3 separate regions of the Ovis aries genome follow, and all the other regions are linked to region 3. The links are chromatin contacts, called in public Hi-C maps. All regions are on one chromosome and are shown on one strand. The core of a region is the stretch at or near the end of the contact, and the rest is flanking DNA. Distances in the headings are between cores, read along the strand shown.

Region 1 (2,916 bases), core at 267-2,766, 330 kb after region 3:
ACCAGTAATAGCTAGCTACAATTATCTACAAAAAGAACCTAAGAGTGACAGGAATAAGTTGATTTAGGCTAGTTTTCAATAGCCACTTATAATCTATGGCATCGTAGGCAAGTTAAATAATGTCTCTTGGCCTCAGTTACATCATCTGTAAAATGAGGAAAACATTACTACATATGTGCTGTAAAAAGCTTCCATGTGGTGTGTATGGAATGATGCATGCAAAAGTTAGCCCAGTGCCTAGACATAAATGGCATGCAGTGCACGGTAACCATCATTATCATCTTTACTTAAATAACACCCATCTTGTTTCGCCTAGTATTACAGTTTATAGCAGTTACTCTTAACTTCTGGGATATTAGTATTTGATTTCATTAAGCTCATTTTCTCTTCATGGGAGGAGTGAATTATATGCCATAAACACTACTTTCCTGGTGAAATCACAAAGATACTAAAGCGTGAGAACTGGGAAAAGTCAGAAGCAATTTCTGGTGACTCTATACTGGGGAAGATAGAAGGAAAGCTCCATGTTGAAAGCCAGGAAGATATTTGGGCTGCAAAGCAATGATGAAAACAGAAAGTGAGGCCCTCACTCAACTAGAGGCAGCTGGGGAAAGCCTGTCTTTGCAGGACCTTTGTTTGTTCCCTGTCGGTCAAATGCAGGCTGGGCATGGGAAGATCGATAGAGCCTGGTGATGTGTTGTCTTCCTCCATCACTTGACGGAGAAGCACACTCTGTGTCTCCACACCCCTGATATTTCCAAGTGTCACTGGCCTTTCATTCTAATCGCATGATCCCTGAATCTAGGTGCAAGGACTCTAGCTGTGGGCAAGAGTTCCCTCCTCACGATACACAGGCAGAGAACAAGTGGCCTGCAGCAACTCTTAAAAATAACAAAGATAACATATAAAATATTAATGAATTGAGGTGTTAGTTCATGCTTTTTTTTCTATACTAATAGTTTTTCTTCTGACTTTCAAGAAGGGAGGTAGGGATTTGTGCTTTCTTACTTCTGAGGGAATTGTGTTATAAGGCCAAAAGCAGGTATTGATTGAAGATAATATCTTATTTCTAGCTTTTGTTTTTGAAGACCCTAAACTTGCAGGGGAGATACACTGGCTTGATCCTCAACAGAAATGTTGCTTTTGATGAGTGATAAAGAAAGAGGCAGAGAAACAGAGGGGGAAAGACAGAACCTCTGAGACAAGTTTACAGGACTCTGGTTTAGGGTTCTCTAGCTAATCAACACCCCTACTCTACCCTGCCACACAAACACATCTGTGGGACTCCAGGGAAATGCCAGGATCATAGAGAGGGACAGCTATATGGTGCTCATAATGAGACTTGACCTTTTTAGTCCCGGAGCTCCCGGCTTCACTCAAGCCTAATACCCAGACACAAGCAAGGATTTTTGGAATAACTTCAAGGCATTATGATGCTTCAAAAAAGAAAGATATAAATAACAATGTTGTTGTTCAGCCACTAAATTGTGTCTGACTCTTTTCAACCCCATGGACTGTAGCGTGCCAGACAGACTCCTCTGTCCTCCACTGTCTCCCAGAGTTTGCTCACGTCCATTGAATCGTGAATAATATCTGCCTTTTGAAAATTGTTCAAAAGTCATCCTTCTATAAGTGTGATAAAAAACCCTTAAAAAAAAAAAAAACCAGGAAGCGTTCAAGAGAACTTACTCACCATATGGTTGATGAAACCATGGAAACTGAACTAAATGTGGCCAACTTTCCATTGCTGAAGAAAATTCACCAAGAAAAGACAAAACCAGCTGTTTTGGATAAGCTCTAAGTCATATGACATCTGGATCGGTCCAGATGATTTCATAAGATACTTTCCAGATCTTGAGTTCTTTATTATAGTCACAAGCAACATGTTGGATTTTGTTCAATCTTTCCCCTGCCCTTGGCAGAGAAAATACCCAACTCCTAACTGTGGCAAAACTCCCACCTCAGTTATATAACTGAAAGAATTTGCCAAGAAGTAGGATACAGGTCAAAGAGACTGTTCTGAGAGAGAAAGTGAAGTGAAACTCTTCCCAGGAGAATGGGGCTAATGCCAAAATTAAGCAATTTTTTTCCTAAAAGGCAATAGCCAGTATAGCACAGTGGTTAAGGGAATGAAGGTTGAAGTCAAACTGACCAGATTTATCTTACTATGCGTGTGACTTTTGGCAGATTTCTAAACCTTACCTTGCCTCAGTTTTGTCATTTATAAACTAGAGATAATAATGATACCAACCTCAAAAGTTTTTCATGGTGATGAAATTAGTTATTTTATATGAGATGCTTATAGTATTGCCAGCACAGACAATATAATCCATAAATGACAGAGACTAGTATTATTATTATTTACTAACTCCTTGCTAACAAAGGAACATGTCCAGCTTATTTACACACAAAAATGACAACTATGAACATATAACAGTAGGAAAGAAACTTAGGAAAGAAATAGTAAACAGTAACATTAGCCATTGACTAAACCCTGTTCTCAACTCTGTCACTAATTTGCTGGGTGAGCTTAAGAAATTTAAGTTCTCTTGTCTTCAGTCAAAAACAAGGAGAGAGGAAGGAAACAAGTTTAGTGAGAAAACTTCTAATATCTTCTTTAGCTATTATAAACTAAGACTTTGGGATTATCATACTCAACATCTTGAGAATATAAATGAGAAAGCCAGGACTTGAGATGTGAAATGACTTGTGAATGGTATCATGGATTCCTTTTCTCTTCCATCCTTCCCAACATCTCATCAGTTCAGTTCAGTTCAGTCATTCAGCCGTGTCCGACTCTGACACCCCACGGACTGCAGCACACCAGGCCTCCCTGTCCATCACCAACTCCCAGAGTTTACTCAAACTCATGTCCACTGAGTCGCTGATGCCATCCAACCATCTGATCCTCTGTCA
Region 2 (3,015 bases), core at 453-2,952, 510 kb after region 3:
CTATCCTACATGGGAGTAGGAACTAGCAACCCACTCCATTATTCTTGCTTGCAAAATGCCATGGACAGAGGATCCTGGTGGGCTACAGTCCATAGGGTCACAAAGAGTTGGATGCAACTGAAGTGACTTAGCATGCACGCACGAACTTCTGCACATAGCTTTCGGTGGCATAATTTCCCTGAATTAACCCCTAAGTTGATGATGGTATCTATTAGCCCCTTTTCCCTTTTTAATGAATCCTAAAAGAGATATTGTGGATCACAAAAAACTATGGAAAATAAGAGATGGAAATACCAGACCACCTTATCTGCCTCCTGAGAAATCTGTATGCAAGTCAGGAAGCAACAGTTAGAAAGGGACATGGAACAGACTGGTTCCAAACTGGGAAAAGAATACGTTAAAGCTGTATATTGTCACCCTGCTTATTTAACTTATATGCACAGTACATCATGTGAGATGCAGAGCTGGATGAAGCACAAGCTGGAATCAAGACTGCCGGGAGAAATATCATTAATCTCAGATATGCAGAGGACACCACCCTTATGGCAGAAAGTGAAGAACTAAAGAGCCTCCTGATGAAAGTGAAAGAGGAGAGAGTGAAAAGCTGGCTTAAAACTCACATTCAAAAAACTATCATGGCATCCAGCCCCATCACTTCATGGCAAATAGATGGGGTAACAACAGAAACAGTGACAGACTTTACTTTTGGAGGCTCCAAAATCACTGGAGATGGTGACAGCAGCCATGAAATTAAAAGACACTTGCTCCTTGGAAGAAAAGCTATTACCAACCTAGACAACATATTAAAAAGCAGAGACATTATTTTTCTGACAAAGGTCTGTCTAATAAAAGCTAAGGTTTTTCCAGTAGTCATGTATGGATATAAGAGTTGGACTATAAAGAAAGCTGAGCGTCGAAGAATTGAAGCTTTCGAACTGCGAGGGTGAGAGTCCCTTGGACTGCAAGGAGATCCAACCAGTCCATCCTAAATGGTATCAGTCCTGGGTGTTCATTGGAAGGACTGATGCTGAAGCTGAAACTCCAATACTTTGGCCACCTGAGGCGAAGAACTGACTCGTTGGAAAAGACCCTGATGCTGGGAAAGATTGAAGGCAGAAGAGGACGACAGCGGGTGGGATGGTTGGATGGCATCACCGACTCAATGGACATGAGTTTCAGCAAGCTCGGGGAGTTAGTGATGGACAGGGAAGCCTGGCGTGCTGCAGTCCATGGGGTCGCAAAGAGTCAGACATGACTGAGCGACTGAACTGAACTGAAAAGAGATAATACCTGTAAGCATCCAACACAGAACCCGGGGGCTCTGCTCAAAAAACATCAACATTATTATCACTCTGAGTCTCTATGACTTACCTTGCCCCACTGACAGCCCCAAGTCCTCCTTTCCTTCTTACCCTGAGCTTAGCTTAAGTCTCCAGAAACCCTCTATTCATTTTCGCTCTACATCTCCAAAGCCAAACACGTCCATGGACCTCGGGAATTCCGCGGCAACGCCGGACTACTTCCCCAAACCGCGGCTCTGTCACTTCCTGCAGAAGTTCCGACTGATCGTCAACTCCGCGAAAAATAGTTCCGCCTAGAGCCCAGCGTTCTCTCTCGCAACTCCAGCGCCAACCGCTCTAAGCATATTGAGCCCAGCCGGTACCCGGCGCGGCCCGAGCGCAGGAAGTGGGCGGGGCGGAACGGGGAGGGACTTCCAGGGGAAGGCGGCTGGTTTGAAAATTGACAACGGTCGATGTTTGCTGACCTTTGACTTTGCGTGTAGCTGCTCCACGGACTCGCCGCTGTCCTGTGGGCGGCTGCTGCGGTAGGTGAGAGCAAAGAGACGCGCGTGGACGGAGTCCGGGAGACAGTGTGTGCTTTCTCGCTCTGGAGCCACGGGCCTGACTGTTTTCGTTCCACGCGTCGCTGGGGAGGAGGCTGCAGAAGCCCGCCTTTGGGTGCTGCGGGTGAGCGCATAGGTCGTTTTCGTTAGATTTTAGTCCCCAAAACAATCTGAACTCATTTCCTACGAAACGAATATCTGCCGTCTGGTACAGCAAAGATTACTCGAGAAGAAACTTGCAGTCCAGCTGGTCAGTTGAAGGTTGTATTTCTATATTTTTAACCGATTTATTTAGAAGCTAATGGGGTTCCAGATGGTGTCATAAATTTCCGTTACTCACACATCGCTTAACCAAAGTCAAACCAAAAATCGAAAGGCTAAAATATCATGTTGTTGTTCAGTCGCCAGGTCGTGTTCTTTGCGATCCACTGGACCGCAGCTCGTCATGCTGCGGTGTGATATTAGAAATATCATGCTTAATCCAAAAGTCAGAGGAAGAGGGCGGTGTATATATAGCGCTTTGCGTGCATGGCGCGATCATTTTTCCCTGAATAACTTCGGGAAACTTTTAATTTTTTTTAGGTTGGGACTCTTTTCTCTTTGTTTAGCATCGGCTCCCTGGCCTTTTGATTTCCACGATGTAGTTTGTTTTAGAAAAATGAACCTACTGTGCGCTGGTTTGTGGTGTTGCAGATAATGGGACACCGAGAGGTGATTAGCAGTAAATGACCTGCTACTTTACATATTAGGTCATTTATATACTTTATTTCACCAGAGAGCTCAAACTGGATTGGAAGGCCTCTTCACCTGTCTTTTTCTCTCCCTCTCCTCCCTATTCCGTTCTCCCTCCCTCTCCACATACTCGTGAATAAATTGGAACTGAAATTGTACTATCAAAGAAAATAGAAGTTAGATAGGAGAGATGGTTTCAAAGGGAAACATTGGAAGTTTGGGAAATGTCCTGGAAGAGACTAACTTGTAACAGAAAATTTATTAGGTTATTAAATTATAGAAGTTTTTAAAGCCAAGCAGAAACATTTGAATTTGATATGATGGGCAGGGCAAGTAATTATTTTTGTAAAGATGTTACCTGATGCATTTGTTGTTCTATGCAGATTAACTTGATGGCAAAGTGCACAAGTTTTAGAAGGTAGAGATGTGTGATAATAATT
Region 3 (2,942 bases), core at 378-2,877:
ATACCTCTTATCCTATTTTCTTTCTATAAGGCAGTAACAAATATATAAACCTTCTAAAGGAAAAAAAAAAACTTACACTCCACATCTCAGAACTGAGCTTTTCTGTCTCGTGTGTATTTTCTCCCAGAGGCAAGGGATCTGTCAAGCAACAGTGTCAGAGGCTGGTGTTTCTAACATCCAGTTTATTGCCCTGTAGACAACAATGATGCATTTGTGCTGAGGAAAATGCCCTGATTTTCTAAATGTCTTGCTGTGTTTTCAGGAATCCTGAGCTCTGTTTCTGGAGGGTTTATGGCTGAGCTGTCCCTTGGTGGAAGCTGTTTTCCTCTTTCCTGGTGGTTGTGGTTGGAGGGAGACACCACTCAGACTCTAATGGAAGTTTACCCACAACAGTTACCTTCTGGTGCCTAAACATCTGAGGGAAGGATTCCAGGCCAACTGGGCCTTTGCATTTCTATTTCGATATTTCTTATAAAAAGATTGTTGGATTGATGGTATCCCTCTTCTAATCACAGCCTGTTGGATCAAGAAATAATCCAAAAATTTGTGTTATTTCTCCAACGGGACAGAGCTAAATTCTACTAGACAGTTGCCTTCCACATGTCCAAAACAGGAGAGTTTCTGAAACCAGTCAGCAGCTTGGGCAAGTTAACTGTCTAATGAACTGAGTATTGATTAGGCATCTGCAGAGTTGAGGGGCTGTCAGGTGTCCGACAGCTTTATGAAGCTCATCATTATGGTGTTTAACTTCTCAGATTTGATCTTTCAGACCCCAAGGAAACAGTGAGCAGGGAGCTAAGTGCCTAGGGAGATGGCTGAGCTCTCTGGCCCCTGATCCAAGTGGGCTAATCCTGCCTGATTTGGCAGAACCTGTTGCTCTCATCTAGCTAGGAGGAAGGTAGGGGTCTGCAAGGCTCACCAATTTGCAGAGCCTTACTGAGCTCCTGACAAAGCAGGCAAAGGGGGCTTACTGGTGCTGATTTCATGCTGAGATTCATGAAGGCTGTGAGATTTGGTTCTTGTCCTGCTTCCAAAACCAAAATCAAGAGACTTCCTTGACATCCAGTGGTTAAGACTCTTCCAATGCAGGAGGTTCAGGTTCTACCCCTGGTTGGGGAGCTAAGATCCCACATGCCTCATGGCCCCAACACTAAAACATAAAACGGAAACAATATTGTAATAAATCCAACAAAGACTTTAAAATAAACATGGTCCACATCAAAAATAATCAAAATCATGGACAAACAGCGAGGTCAAGTTGTGCTAAAGAGGGGCTGGTGACCTAACTTGATTCAGTGCAGTCAGAGGAAATAGCACGTGTTCATTTCACAAATAATTGTTGACCCCTGACCCCTATGCATCTGCTACACACTCAGCAGTGAAATTACAAAGGTTTTGTGCTTGACCTCAAGAGGCTCACAGCCTCCAATTAGTACCATGTTTATCTCTGTGATGAAAACAAATTTCAGAAAAAAAAAGTAAAACTAAAGGAGCAGATCTCTATTTGGAGAAAAAAAACCTATCATATTATTTACTGTGTTGTAATGACTGGTGCATTGATCCTTTCCTTCCACAAACATTTAGTCTGTACCTAATATATTTCAACACTGTGTGGAGCCCTGGAAACTAAGAGAAGAATAAAATGCATTTTCTACTCTTGAGGGGGTTCACAGTCCCACCCTGTGGACCCCCTCACAGGGTGAAATGTATGACCACAACCTCTTTTGGACTATTAGGATGTTACTTGCTTAGAAACTTTTTTTTTTTTGAGTGTGGGCAATGTCTAACCAGTGGACTTCCCTGGAGGCTCAGACGGTAAAGCGTCTGTCTACAATGCGGGAGACATGTGTTTGATCCCTGGGTTGGGAGATCCCCTGGAGAAGGAAATGGCAATCCACTCCAGTACTATTGCCTGGGAAATCCCATGGACAGAGGAGCCTGGTAGTCTACAGTCCATGGAGTCGCAAAGAATTGGACCCGACTGAGCGACTTCACTTTCACTTTCACGTCTAAAGGGAAGAGGAACTATAGGTCTGTTATAACCGATGTCTCTTCTGTTTCTCCCAGCTGCTAGGAGTGTTTCCATTCCTTCAACTGATACTTGCTGCCTGAGTCACAAGGCTGGTCTGCAGGAAATGAAAGAGTGGCCAAAAGCTACAGAAAAAGTAGGCATTGAAAACATGGTCTCTTTACCTCATCAAAAACCCTCAGTACAATTATATAAAAGGAACAATATGTAAACATTGAGATAGTAACATTAAAGGCCATGCAAAGCAGGTTGAGGAATTCTTTGTCTCTGGATAATCGATAATAATATTTACTTCTTGGAATGAGTGGGAACAAGGGAAGTGATATGGTTTGTTTTGAGTGTTAATTCTTTTAGGAGAGCACAAGATTCCTTTGAAACCTCTCCATCTGTCCCATCTACAGGGAGGGCTGCCTTTATTCACAAACATTTTCAGATGGAGATGTCCTGTGTAAGCAAACATGACTCGAGCCTAAACACACATGAGGGAGCCCTGGGGAATCAAATGAGAGGATATATTGTCTTGAATCAAATGTAGTTTTTAGAATAGGAGATGGCTGCCTCCTAGATAGTATGGCCAAAGAAATTACCTCCCAAAGTTCACTTGGATGAAATTCATTTTGTGTTTGAAAAACTGTTCCCTTGCTGAAAATGTTTCTAAGGCTTTATGTAGCTTGAGGTGAGGTGAAGTCACTCAGTCGTGTCTGACTCTTTGCCACCCCGTGGACTGTAACCTACAAGGCTTCTCTGTCCATGGGATTCTCCAGGCAAGAATACTGGAGTGGATTGCCACTTCCTTCTCCAGGGGATCTTCCAGACCCAGGGATCGAACCCGGGTCTCCCGCATCGAAGGCAGATGCTTTAACCTCTGAGCTACCTATTGATTAATATCTCTTACTCTGGTATTCTTAGCCCT

Evidence for each region. Hi-C and Micro-C count contacts between places; a contact is called where the count stands out from the background.
Region 1: a Hi-C map of liver shows a contact between it and region 3, with 4 times the contacts expected there. The contact joins two enhancer-like sites. A contact is called at or near these places in 3 of 16 Hi-C or Micro-C datasets (liver, skin fibroblasts and tail adipose tissue).
Region 2: a contact with region 3 is called in a Hi-C map of liver, with 4 times the contacts expected there. The contact joins the promoter of NUF2 here to the enhancer-like site in region 3. A contact is called at or near these places in 5 of 16 Hi-C or Micro-C datasets (hypothalamus, liver, omental adipose tissue and 2 more).

Annotation. Positions count from the first base shown.
Region 1 is chr1:114,835,680-114,838,595 of ARS-UI_Ramb_v3.0, forward strand. The region is part of intron 1 of RGS5 (regulator of G protein signaling 5); the gene reads right to left. Among named protein-coding and RNA genes, the nearest start is that of RGS5, 20 kb to the right of the region's middle. Within about 2 kb of position 1,517, at least 11 of the 54 cell types and tissues checked have an H3K27ac peak or open chromatin away from gene starts, as enhancers often do. A contact at or near this core is called in liver, where this site is marked.
Region 2 is chr1:115,016,144-115,019,158 of ARS-UI_Ramb_v3.0, forward strand. NUF2 (NUF2 component of NDC80 kinetochore complex) reads left to right here and starts at 1,703. Exons shown (of 14, transcript XM_060415754.1): 1 at 1,703-2,093. It overlaps LOC105613604 (a long non-coding RNA gene), which reads right to left and starts at 1,549. Exons shown (of 2, transcript XR_009600691.1): 1 at 1,372-1,549; 2 at 1-1,273.
Region 3 is chr1:114,505,079-114,508,020 of ARS-UI_Ramb_v3.0, forward strand. No RefSeq gene overlaps it. Among named protein-coding and RNA genes, the nearest start is that of CCDC190, 62 kb to the left of the region's middle. Within about 2 kb of position 1,628, at least 3 of the 54 cell types and tissues checked have an H3K27ac peak or open chromatin away from gene starts, as enhancers often do. A contact at or near this core is called in liver, where this site is marked.